Linked DNA regions of Callithrix jacchus: region 2 is linked to region 1. A link is a contact called in public Hi-C data. All regions are on one chromosome and are shown on one strand. The core of a region is the stretch at or near the end of the contact, and the rest is flanking DNA. Distances in the headings are between cores, read along the strand shown.

Evidence for each region. A called contact is a pair of places that touch in the nucleus more often than the background predicts.
Region 2: a Hi-C map of skeletal muscle shows a contact between it and region 1, with 3 times the contacts expected there. The contact joins the promoter of RAB4A here to the promoter of NUP133 in region 1. A contact is called at or near these places in 2 of 3 Hi-C or Micro-C datasets (both in skeletal muscle).

The regions. Positions count from the first base shown.
Region 1 is chr19:21,045,378-21,050,808 of calJac240_pri, reverse strand. NUP133 (nucleoporin 133) reads right to left here and starts at 4,163. Exons shown (of 26, transcript XM_002760571.7): 1 at 3,904-4,163; 2 at 1,509-1,627. The coding sequence starts at 4,085.
Region 2 is chr19:21,262,775-21,268,167 of calJac240_pri, reverse strand. It overlaps RAB4A (RAB4A, member RAS oncogene family), which reads left to right and starts at 2,709. Exons shown (of 6, transcript XM_078356676.1): 1 at 2,709-2,906.

The DNA.
Region 1 (5,431 bases), core at 2,914-5,413:
TAAACTTGTGTTGATTTTATCTTTCAAAATTCCACACTCACCCTCTGCCAACAGACTTCTGAAGGTACCCACCACAATGGTAACATCACAAATTTGTGCACACAGCTTCTGGGATGCTACACAGGATCCAAAGATGGAAGTAGGATCCTATGCACTCTATTATTAAACCCAATAATGTGAGGTGCCAATTTTTTTTTTAACACTAAACTTCATAAACCTGATAACTCTTCAAATGGAACTGAATTTTGCATATACAATCTTTCCCCCTTTTATCTGCAGTTTCAAATACCTGTGGTCAATCACGGTCAGAAAATCGTTAAGTGGCAAATTCAAATGAACAATTCCTAAGTTACAAATTGCATGCTATTCTGAGTCACGTCATAAAATCTCATACTGTCCTGTCAACAGGTTGGAATCAACCCTTTGTGCAGCATATCCACACTGTATACACACCAAGCTTGTTCAACCCACGGCCCAGGGACACATGCGGCCCAACACAAATTTGTAAACTTTCTTAAAACATTATGAGATTAACGCACAGACCTTTTTTTTTTTTTTTAAAGCTCATCAGCTATTGCTAGTGTAAGTGTATTTTACATGTGGCTCAAGACAATTCTTCTTCTGAAGTGGCCCAGGGAAGCCAAAAGATTGGACACCGAGACTATCGAGCTGTTTGTTACTTAGAAGCTATCTCAGTTATTAGATCAACTATCCCAGTAATGTAATGTTTGTATTTTTACTTAATGACCCCAAAGTATAATAGTAGTGCTGCTGGTATATTGTTATAATTGTTCTATTTTATTATTAGTTATGTTGTTCATCTCTTACTATGCCTAATTTATAAACTAAACTTTATCATAGGTGTGTACATATTTAAAAGACATAGTATATACAGGGTACTATCCAAGGTTTCAGGCATCCACTGGGGGTCTTGGAAGATATCCCCCAAAGATAATGGGGGACTACTGTACAGTACCTAAAACCTAAAAATTAAAGAATTTGTGTTCAAATGAACTCATTCTCCTTCTCAAATTTATTATATACCTCAATGACAGTAAAAAACTAGACAGTTGGCTGGGCATGGTGGCTCATGCCGGTAATCCCAGCATTTTGGGAGGCCAAGGGGGACAGATCACCTGAGGTCAGGAGTTCAAGACCAGCCTGGCCAACATGGTGAAACCATCCCTACTAAAAATACAAAAAATTAGCCGGGCATGGTAGCTCATTCCTGTAGTCCCAGCTACTTGGGAGGCTGAAGCAGGAAACTCCCTTGAACCCAGGGGGCAGAGGTTGCAGTGAGCTGAGATCGTGCCACTGCACTCTGGCCTGAATGACATAGTGAGACTGTCTCAAAAACAAAACAAAACAAAACAAAAAAAACTAGACAGGCTACCCATCTCTCTCCATTTAGGTAAAGGTGTACTAGAGAAAACACAAATTTAACTCCATGCCACATCTAGGCTCCATTTTTAATTGCTAATACAGGTAAATGGAAAGATGACACGTACCTTCGGCCAATGTTAGGGCTTCCATGACTTTAACGGGAAGAGAAGATCCAAAGGTTTTCACATCATAGTTCACAAACTCAGTTACGGAGTGGTGTGGAAACATTCGTGTTGGTGTTCCTCTAAAGAAAGTTTATAGTACCTTACTTATAACTTAAAATTTTCCATTATTCTAATTTTTTATGTATATATTTTCACAATAAGGAGTTCTTCAAAAGAAATTAACACTGGCTTGTATTTATCATGTAATTAAACCTAATATTTTTCATGTGAAAAAAAAAACCACAAGATAGGATTCAGGAAAACCTGGCTTCAATCCCATATGCTCTAGTAATGAAATGCAGGCCTCTATTCACTTAAACTCCTTATAATTCTGCCTCCTCAGCTGTGAAATAATAAAGGCTGAACTAGACCAGTGTTTTTTTCAAACAGCAGGTCATTTTGCAGATCTCAAATCGACATTTTGGAAAGCCAGAATATAGAACATCAGCTTTTACCATATATTATGGTTAAAAAACAAACAAACAAACAAACAAACAACAACAACAACAACAAAATATATATATATATATATAAAACTTTTATCACATGATGCAACAGTACTGGTCAAATATATTTTACAAATATTGGCTCAGATGAGATTCAAGCTCTCATTTTGCTTTAGGGTTATTCATTTATTTATTTTTAAGAATCTATCATATCTGGCCAGGGCAGTGGCTCTTGCCTATAATTCCAGCACTCTGGGAGGCTGTAGCAGGAAGACTGCTTGAGACCAGGAGTTCAAGACCAGGCTGGGCAACATGGCAAGACCTTGTCTCTACAAAAATTATTTTTTTGAGATGGAGTTTTGCTCTTGTTGCCCAGGCTGGAGTGCAATGGAGCAATCTTGGCTTACTGCAACCTCTGCCTCCTGGGTTCAAGCAATTCTCCTCCCTCAGCCTCCCAAGTAGCGGGGATTACAGGCATGCAAGACCACGCCCAGCAAGTTTTGTATTTTTAGTAGAGATGGGGTTTCTTCATGTTGGTCAGGCTGAACTGCTGACAACTGATCTGCCCACCTCGGCCTCCCAAAGTGCTGGGATTAAAGGTGTGAGCCACCATGCCTGGCCACAAAAATTTTTTTAAATTAGCCAGGTATTGTGGCACCAGCCTGTAGCCTGGGTAACAGAGAGCAAGACTCTGTCTCTTAAAACAAAAAAACACCTCTCAGACCTGAACAACCAAGCAAGAAATCAAACAGGTTACGAGCATCAGCTGTTACATGGCCTTCAACAGCGGATATCACAATAAAAACGTTACTTCCTCCTCACTCTCTTCTTAACATTTAGAATAATATTGTCAATCACCAGAATAAAAGTTATTATACCTTTCATCATGAGAATTAAATGAGGAGCTGTACATAGAGAATGGCTGAGGGCTTTGTTTCCTCACAGATAACAAAGGTTTTTCTTCAAATGATCACCAGAAAGAAGAGATTTTAAAACAACACCACACACAGTAAACACTTTTATTCTCCAACTTTTCTCAAAAGGAGAAGAAAACACTGCCAAGATCAGCACTTTGAAAAGTACTTTTCGAAATATGCCAAAACAAGTCAAAGATACAGTGTATTCTTTCAAAACCACTTCTTTAAAGTACTGCAAAATTTTACAGATAAATTTTAACCATAATTTCAAGACACAATACTTTGTGCTTCCCTGCAGGGGAAAATTCATTTTTTATAGATGAATTCAAAGAAAACTATGCAGAAACACATTATCTTCTAAAGTTTTAGGTTACTTATGAACATGGTGTGTGTGTGTGATGATTTTACCGGTGTGCTCCAACCAGCAGTTTTAGTAACAAAACTATCACAGTACTCTTATGTCACTTACGTAAAGCCTTTTCCCTATACTTTACCTAGAAAGTTAAATTCTGTAGCTAGGAAACCTTTAGTTATCAATCATCAGATACTAATGTCAGTTAGTATATTAAGCATTAAACAATGATCTTTCAGGACTGGAGATCCTCATTATCACCATCACCTTACATCTGCATCGTGGCAAGTCATACTAACTCCTCTGGTGAGACATATTATCGCCATTCCACAGATGAAGAAAATCACGAGTGATTTACACCAGATCACAGAGGTCATAGGTGGGAAGTGGGTAACCACTGATTCGAATCCAGTTTGTACTTCACTTCTGCACAAAGGTATCCATGAAAAATGCAAAGTGGGGACTCAATGATAAAGTGAAGTGGATATGACCTCCAAGAGTGGAAAAGGTCTATTTTCCAATAATCTGGCATTCTCTTCCGCCGGCCCCAGTTCCGAAGGCTTCTGAAGACACCAACCCGTCCGGCTTACTGAGGCCCGTGAGCCTGTTGGTCGCTAGACCCAACCACGGTGATCACTTACCGCGAGCTCAGAGAGCTACGCCGGCCGACCGGCGAGAAGAGCACTGGGGAACTGACTGCAGACCCCAAGGGCAGACCCTTCCTGCTTGCCGTCCGGGGCGTGGAGCTGGGCCCGAGTCCGACCAGTGGGCCCCTTCGGGACCCGGGACCCGGGGTCCGCGGAGAGGGGGCGGCTGGAAACATGCTCAGAGCAAGCAGTAACGAGAACAGCGCGGGATGCGGCAGCCGGGTCGCAGTTCGGCCTGCGCGCGGAGCTTGAACGGTTAAGGGGCGGGATGGCGCGCGATGATGACGTCGAATGCAGCGTCTCCTGCGGGGTGTAGTCGGAGCACCAGCGGGAGCGCGGTCTTGACCTTAAATACGGCGTTGAGCCCGCGGGGGAGGTCGGGAAGGTGGCCCCAGATCAGAACCGTGGGAGTGCCGAGGTTCCAGGGACGTGAAGCCGGAAAGCCAGGCGTCCTTCTTGACTGCGCTTAGGTGGAACTGGCCCTCCAGCAGCTTGAACGCAGCGTCTTTGCACACTGGTAGTTCCTGAGCCTCTTGTGAAGTGAAAGATGTACCGCAGTCCAAGCTGAGGAGGGAGAAAAACCGTAAAGCTGACACGTATCGCACTGTTACATTCGTTCTTTGGTTTGCCATTTTCCCATTCAACTCTGCGCAGTCTCATCCACGCTAATGACGCCACAAATCCTTGTCTCTAACCTGGATTCAGCTCAAAGCCCCCAGACCCCTATCAGTCAGCTCCCTAGGGGAACTTTCACCTGGATGTCCTGCGGACTCCTCACAATCCACTCATGAAAAGCGCATTCATTTTTTTCCTTTTGGACCCTTCTCCTCTCACCACCTCTGTTCCAGCTTGGTAAAACTGGCCAGTTGTCCAAGCCCTATCTGCAGTCATCCCTCACACTTACCTCCACTCTAAGATCCTGGTAACGTTGTAGCTCCTGCGTATCTGTACTAGAGCACACGTTTGCGCTCCCTCTGCCCTGGTTCTGGTACTTAGCTTTTCCTCAACCACTGCATAGCCTCTTTTCTGCCAGTGGGAGGAAGTGGGGAGATGGGGAGAGGGTTCCTTACCTCTTTCTGGTCTTACTCCACCCTATCTTCTCACTGCCAACACAATGCATTAAGGCAAACCTAATGCTGCACTTGGGCCTGTAAATGCTTCAGTGGCTGACCGTTGCCAGTAGGTTATTTGCTAAGCTCCTTTACAAGGTCCTATGTGATATAACTCAGGTTGTTTTGTCCGTATTGTACTTCCACCACTTCCCACTTGCACTCCACTTTCCAAGATCTTAACCCAAATCCCGCTCCAATGCCTGTGTACGTGTTCCTTTCACCTGCAGTGCACTCCCTGCCTTGTTGGTCTAGATCTTTCTGGACCTTATGCATCAAGAGCCTACCGTATGCATCAAGTCAGTTCCGTGCTGCCTTCTCAGTGAAACTTCCACAGGATTAGGTACCTTTGTTCTCTCTGCTCCTATGTGTAGACTATTTTTATCTTGCATAATAGTTTGTTTTCATAACTG
Region 2 (5,393 bases), core at 1,460-3,959, 220 kb before region 1:
TTTGTTTGACAGTGGAAGGTAAACTGGCCCAGTGACCTCTGAGGTCTCTGCTTTCTTGAAGATGTGAGTTCTATGTCATAGTCTCCAGCAGCCTGGGTGTGGAATCGAGCTTCCATTTTCAAGTCTCCACTTGTATGTCCAGAATTTGGCTCCTTCTCAAAGTAACACCCAGGGATTGCTGAGTTCCCAAGTGCTCAGACACAAGTCCACTCATGTTCTTCAATTCTAGTTACCAAAGAAAGTCACCATTCCACTGAGGCTGTGACCATGCCCTCCACCAAGCCTAGCTCCAAGAATCCCATACATCAAGCCCCAGGGTGCCTCACATTGGGCATTAGATGTAAGGTTCTGCCAGATCCTTCAGCATTGTCAGGGAGCCGGAAGGAAAGTATCAGATACTTGAAGGACCTACGGACCTGGAAAAAAGTGGGATCTCCTTTCAGCTAGAAAAAATCCTTCTCCATAATTATATTTCCCTCAGACAAATCTCCAACATGCCTAGGCTTTTGTATATCTGTTTTCAGTCTGTCACAAACCTCCCCCAAAGAGAAAGGAGATGATATCTGAAGAAAACCATAAATTAATCTTGCAATAATTTTTTCTTTCATACAATCAGTAGTGCCTCAGAATCAAAGTGGTCTCTAAGGATATTTTGAAGAAATTCATTTTCTTTCAAAGATCCAAAGTTACTGAGATGCAGAGAATCTTCCACAGTATCATTCAAGGATACTGAATGGCTCCTTAAAATCTCACCGCTGCATATTTCTTCTTCCAGTTGTGATACTGCTGTTACACGTGCAAACTAAATGATCTCTTTGGGTGGTTTTTCCAAAATAAATAGTCTTTCCCAAAAGCTTACCTAAGTCTTCATTTTCCACAAAGTAGAAAACTACCCATGGCTTTGAAAGAGCAGCATAATTTGTATTTCTACCACCTTGTCCAGGTTTCGGGGTTCTCCAGTCCAGTTTCAGTCAATAACGCTAACTATCACTGCAGCTCAGTGACTTCTTCCTTGTCCATAGCAGTTTTTGACAGAAAAAAAAAACCAAATCTAACAAATGGGAATGACTTCAGGTAATGCTGTTTTCTTCCCACTGTCTTTCCTCTGAAATGGTTTTAATCAGAACCAATTTGTTGTACTCAGGAGCCTTAATCAAACCTGACATGCAGAGAACCAAGCGAGAAAGCAACAAAAGATCTGAGCCATTGAACAAGGAATATATACAAAACAATTTTAGGAAATTACAGCTCTCACAACTTTTCAGCATGAGGCCTTCTCTGTAATTTAGAAAAAAAAATGCATTTATTTGTTATTAGGATCAGAGAGAAGAGAAAAATACCCACCCAAATAGCCACTGGGGAAGAGGGAAGCTCTGATGACAATTTATGTGGAGGATGGAGCCAAACTGACTCAGGAAAAAAAAAAAAAAAAAAAAAAAAAGTATGTACTGGCATTTTCCACACAACCCAGGTCACTTGGGAACTAAGCCAAGGATATTTTGAGCATTCAACTACCTATTGTGAACAAGGCTGGGAACTATGAGGCGCTACGTGGCCCTGATCATGCTCAGATGGGCCAAATTATCAACCAAAATTCTCTTTCCCATAAATGTTTATCTCTACATTTCCCACAGAAGGGGATTCAAACTCACTTTTGCTTCTGAAACCAAACTATCCAAAGCCAGGTGAGATGACTCACGCCTGTAATCCCAGCAATTTGGGAGACCAAGGAGAGAGGATGCTTGAACTCACCAGCTCAAGACCAACCTGGGCAACATAGTGAGATCCAATCTCTACCAAAAAAATTAAAAATTAGCACGGTGTAGTGGTGTGTTCCCCTAACCCTAGCTACTCAGGAGGCTGAGGCAGAATTGGCTGGGCTGGGCTGACAGAGCCAGACCCTATTAAAAAATAAAAATAAAAATTCCTAAATTTGGAAACATCCCCAACTGAGAGCCAAGAGATACGTCTCAGCCGTAACCCAGAATCCTGTAATACGGGATGTGGAGAGGTTACTGTCTGTAGGCTTGTGGTGACCCTTCAGCACCTGGGCACCTTGCACTTCTGTGGATCCGCCCACATCCGCTCAGCTCCACCCAAGAGGGTCGGGCAGTTGGGAGTGAAAGCTTAGTAGCTTCCCAACAGGTGAATGAACCTGCCTCCCACTCCCAGGGCGGCCTCTGGCCGTACACCTGGGGCCTGCTGCCTCCTTGTTACACATTAACCAAGTCTGGCCTCGATAGTAACACCGTCAGGGAAGTTTCTTCCTGGCTGACAGCCACAGATGATGAAGGTGGACAACGTCTTAACGGAAACGGGCCAATTTGGCAAATGGACTGCTTTCCTCTCCAGTGCTGGCACCTTCCTCCTTTGTCCGGCAGCTGGACCCCACTGTCCTCAGCCCTCTGTCACCCCAAGCCTGCCCACCGCCCGCCTCTCCCCGACCTTCCCTGCGGGAAATCCGGGCTCAACCCCCAGATCCCGCAGCCGCAGCTCGGCCCGCCCGGGCGCACACCGCCAGGCGGCCCAGGCCATGCACGTGCTTGCGCCGCGCGCCGAGGTCCCCGTGCGCCCCGCCCAGGCTTCCCCGTGCGCACGCGCAAACGCAGGCCCGGGCTGGCGGCGGGGAGGGGGCGGGCCTCGCGTAGCCCTCCTCCTCCCGGTCGCGGCCGGACCGAGGGCGGAGGGCCCTGCGCCTGCGCGGAGCCGGAGTCCGGCTGGACTGCAGCCGCTGGGAGGCCGGCGGTTGCCGTGGGGACCGGTTGGGCCCCTCCCTCCTCCGGTCCCCCTCCCCAGGGCCTTCCCCACCGCGACACGCCGGCGGACCGCGGGCGAGAGCAGCCGGTGACCCGGCGAGAGGCGGCGCCGCTCCAAGATGTCGCAGACGGCCATGTCCGAAACCTACGGTACGAGGCCCGGGCTGGCCGGGCGCGCGGGTCGGGCCTCGGGGGGCGTCGGCGACGCTGGGCAGGGCCTGGGCTGTGGGGGTCTTGAGGGTCTTTGTGGCACCGGCCAGAGCCGGGGGACGGATCTCCAAGTGTCGGCGCTTGGGACGGGGATGGGTGCGCGGGCCGCGGGGGGCTCGGGGTGGGGTAGCGGGTGTGCGGGCGCGGGCAGGGCTGTTCACAGCGCACTGGCGTGATTCGCCTTTTCAAGTTTCCTCCTGCTCTTTCTCCGCGCTTGCACTCTTAGCGTTTTCCCCTCCGTCTAATGTAAATAACTGAAGGTTTGGAAAGCCAGCTTAATGTTCTGTTTCAGCTGCGATATTATCCCCAGCGAGCGGTGTGAAGGGCTTGGGGCGACGCCTGTGCTCCTCAAACACTCCAGTTTGACCTTTCCTGGTTTGGAATTCCTTGCTTTACGTTGGGATTACAGTGAGGAGTTATTGATAGACGAATTCAGCTCTTCCTCCGGAGACCTCTTGCTTCGTTTATTTCTCCCTCTCTCTCAGTGGTTTTTAGCCTTTTCTGGGTTGCATTTTGGCTATTTATGAACATGTCTTGTCTCTTGTCTCCTTAAGACCGTAAGCGCCTTGGAAGCAAAGTCCTGGCTGTTTAATCTTTGTTCCCCTGCAGCACTCAGACCTGGAGGTGCTCGACAAATATTGTTTTGAATAAGCGAAAGCTTTCCCAATGCATATACTGTGTCCTTCCTCTCTCCCTCTCCCTCTCCCTCTCTCTCTCTCTCTCTCTCTCTCTCTCTCTCTCTCTCTCTCTCTCGTCTCTCGCCTTGCGTGGCAAGAATAAACAACTTGTACTTTGTATCAGGGTTGAATATTTATAGAGGTTTACCGGTCCCTAATCACTCTTTCAGATGTTAGTTTTCTCAGATTAAGACTTTGATTTGGAGTTTTAAAATCCCAGAGAGAGGCTCAAGATCAAAATTACATACCTCAAGCCAAATTAGTCCTGTCTCCATCTGTCCGGGCGTGCTGCTTTCCTTCCCTGCAACAAATGCTGTGGAATGGCATTAGGGAAGCAGGCACCACGCTGGGAGGGCTGTAAGTACTGCAGAGACACGGCTCTGCTCTCATGGAGCGTACAGTCTGTTGAGGGAATGCAGTATTAATCCAGTTGTGATACTAATGAGTGAATAACTTAAAACCAGGCAAGAGTTCTGAAGAAATGTGGTCTGCGAAAGTGTGTTAGAAACAAAGTTGACCCAGACAGGGGTGTCAGGGAGGCATTAACCAGGCAGCACACAGAACATCTCAGGCCTGTGGGAAGGGCAATTCCAGAAGGGTGTTTCAAGCATTACGCTGGGGAGATGGATGAGGAGGCAGAGAGAAGAGGGCCCTGAGGAAGGCGTCAGTCTGTCTCCTAAGAAAAAAAATGAGAACTTTTGGAAGGGTTTCCGTGCTGGAGTCACAGTGCATTTGGTCCAACATAAGTGAGTGACTCCTGTGACTGGTACTGCCCTGCTCTTGGTGACACAGGGGCATGACATCTGTTCCTAGAAGGCTTAGGATATCTTCCAGTAAGTCGATGCCTTCATCATGACAAGTGTTTGCAAATGCTTCTGCAAATGACAGTGGTCTGGTTCTTCCTGTAGAGAACCACAGTCAGAAATGTAAGGAAAACGTACTCTTTAGCAATTTTTGGTTACAGCTTTGCACTTCTTTCAAGTGCTCTTTAGCTCACACTTAGTTTCTTTAACCTGAGTAAGGAGCAGGGAGCACTAGGGAAGGGTGGAATGTCCAACTAAGAAAAGCAAATGGGGGTCATGAATCAGTAAGAAAGGACTGGAAGAGTTCAGGAGATAGAGCTTTTAGTGCTTCATTTTTCATAGACACAGCCGATAAAATAGAGCATATCTTTGGCATCTCCACTTCAGACACAGTTAACTGAACTTCTCAGCATCACAGATTGACTGATTAAATTCTAATCATAAGGCTTTGACCATTAGTATTCTTATTTCATGGTAACTTTCAAATATATTTTTACTTTCCAACTCTGAATTGAATTTTTTCTTCTGATAGAGGAAATTAAAAACTAGTAGGAACTAATCAATAGAAAATGAGGCCAGACAGGATGGCTCATGCCTGTAATCCCAACACTTTGGGAGGCCGAGGTGGCCAGATTAGTTGAGTTCAGGAGTTTGATACCAGCCTGGCCAACATGTCGAAACCCCATCTCTATTAAAAATACAAAAAATTAGCAGGATGTTGTGGCACACTTGTAATCCCAGCTACTCAAGAGGCTGAGGCATGAGAATTGCTTAAACCCAGGAGGCGGAGGTTGCAGTGAGCCAAGATTGTGCCGCTGTACTCCCACCTGGGCAACAGAGTGACTCTGTCTCCAAAAAAGAAAGAAAGAAAATGAGTTTTAGAGAGAGCAAGCAGGACAGCTGAAGTTTGCCAAGCTAAAGTAAAAGTCACCTAGAACCAAGTCCTG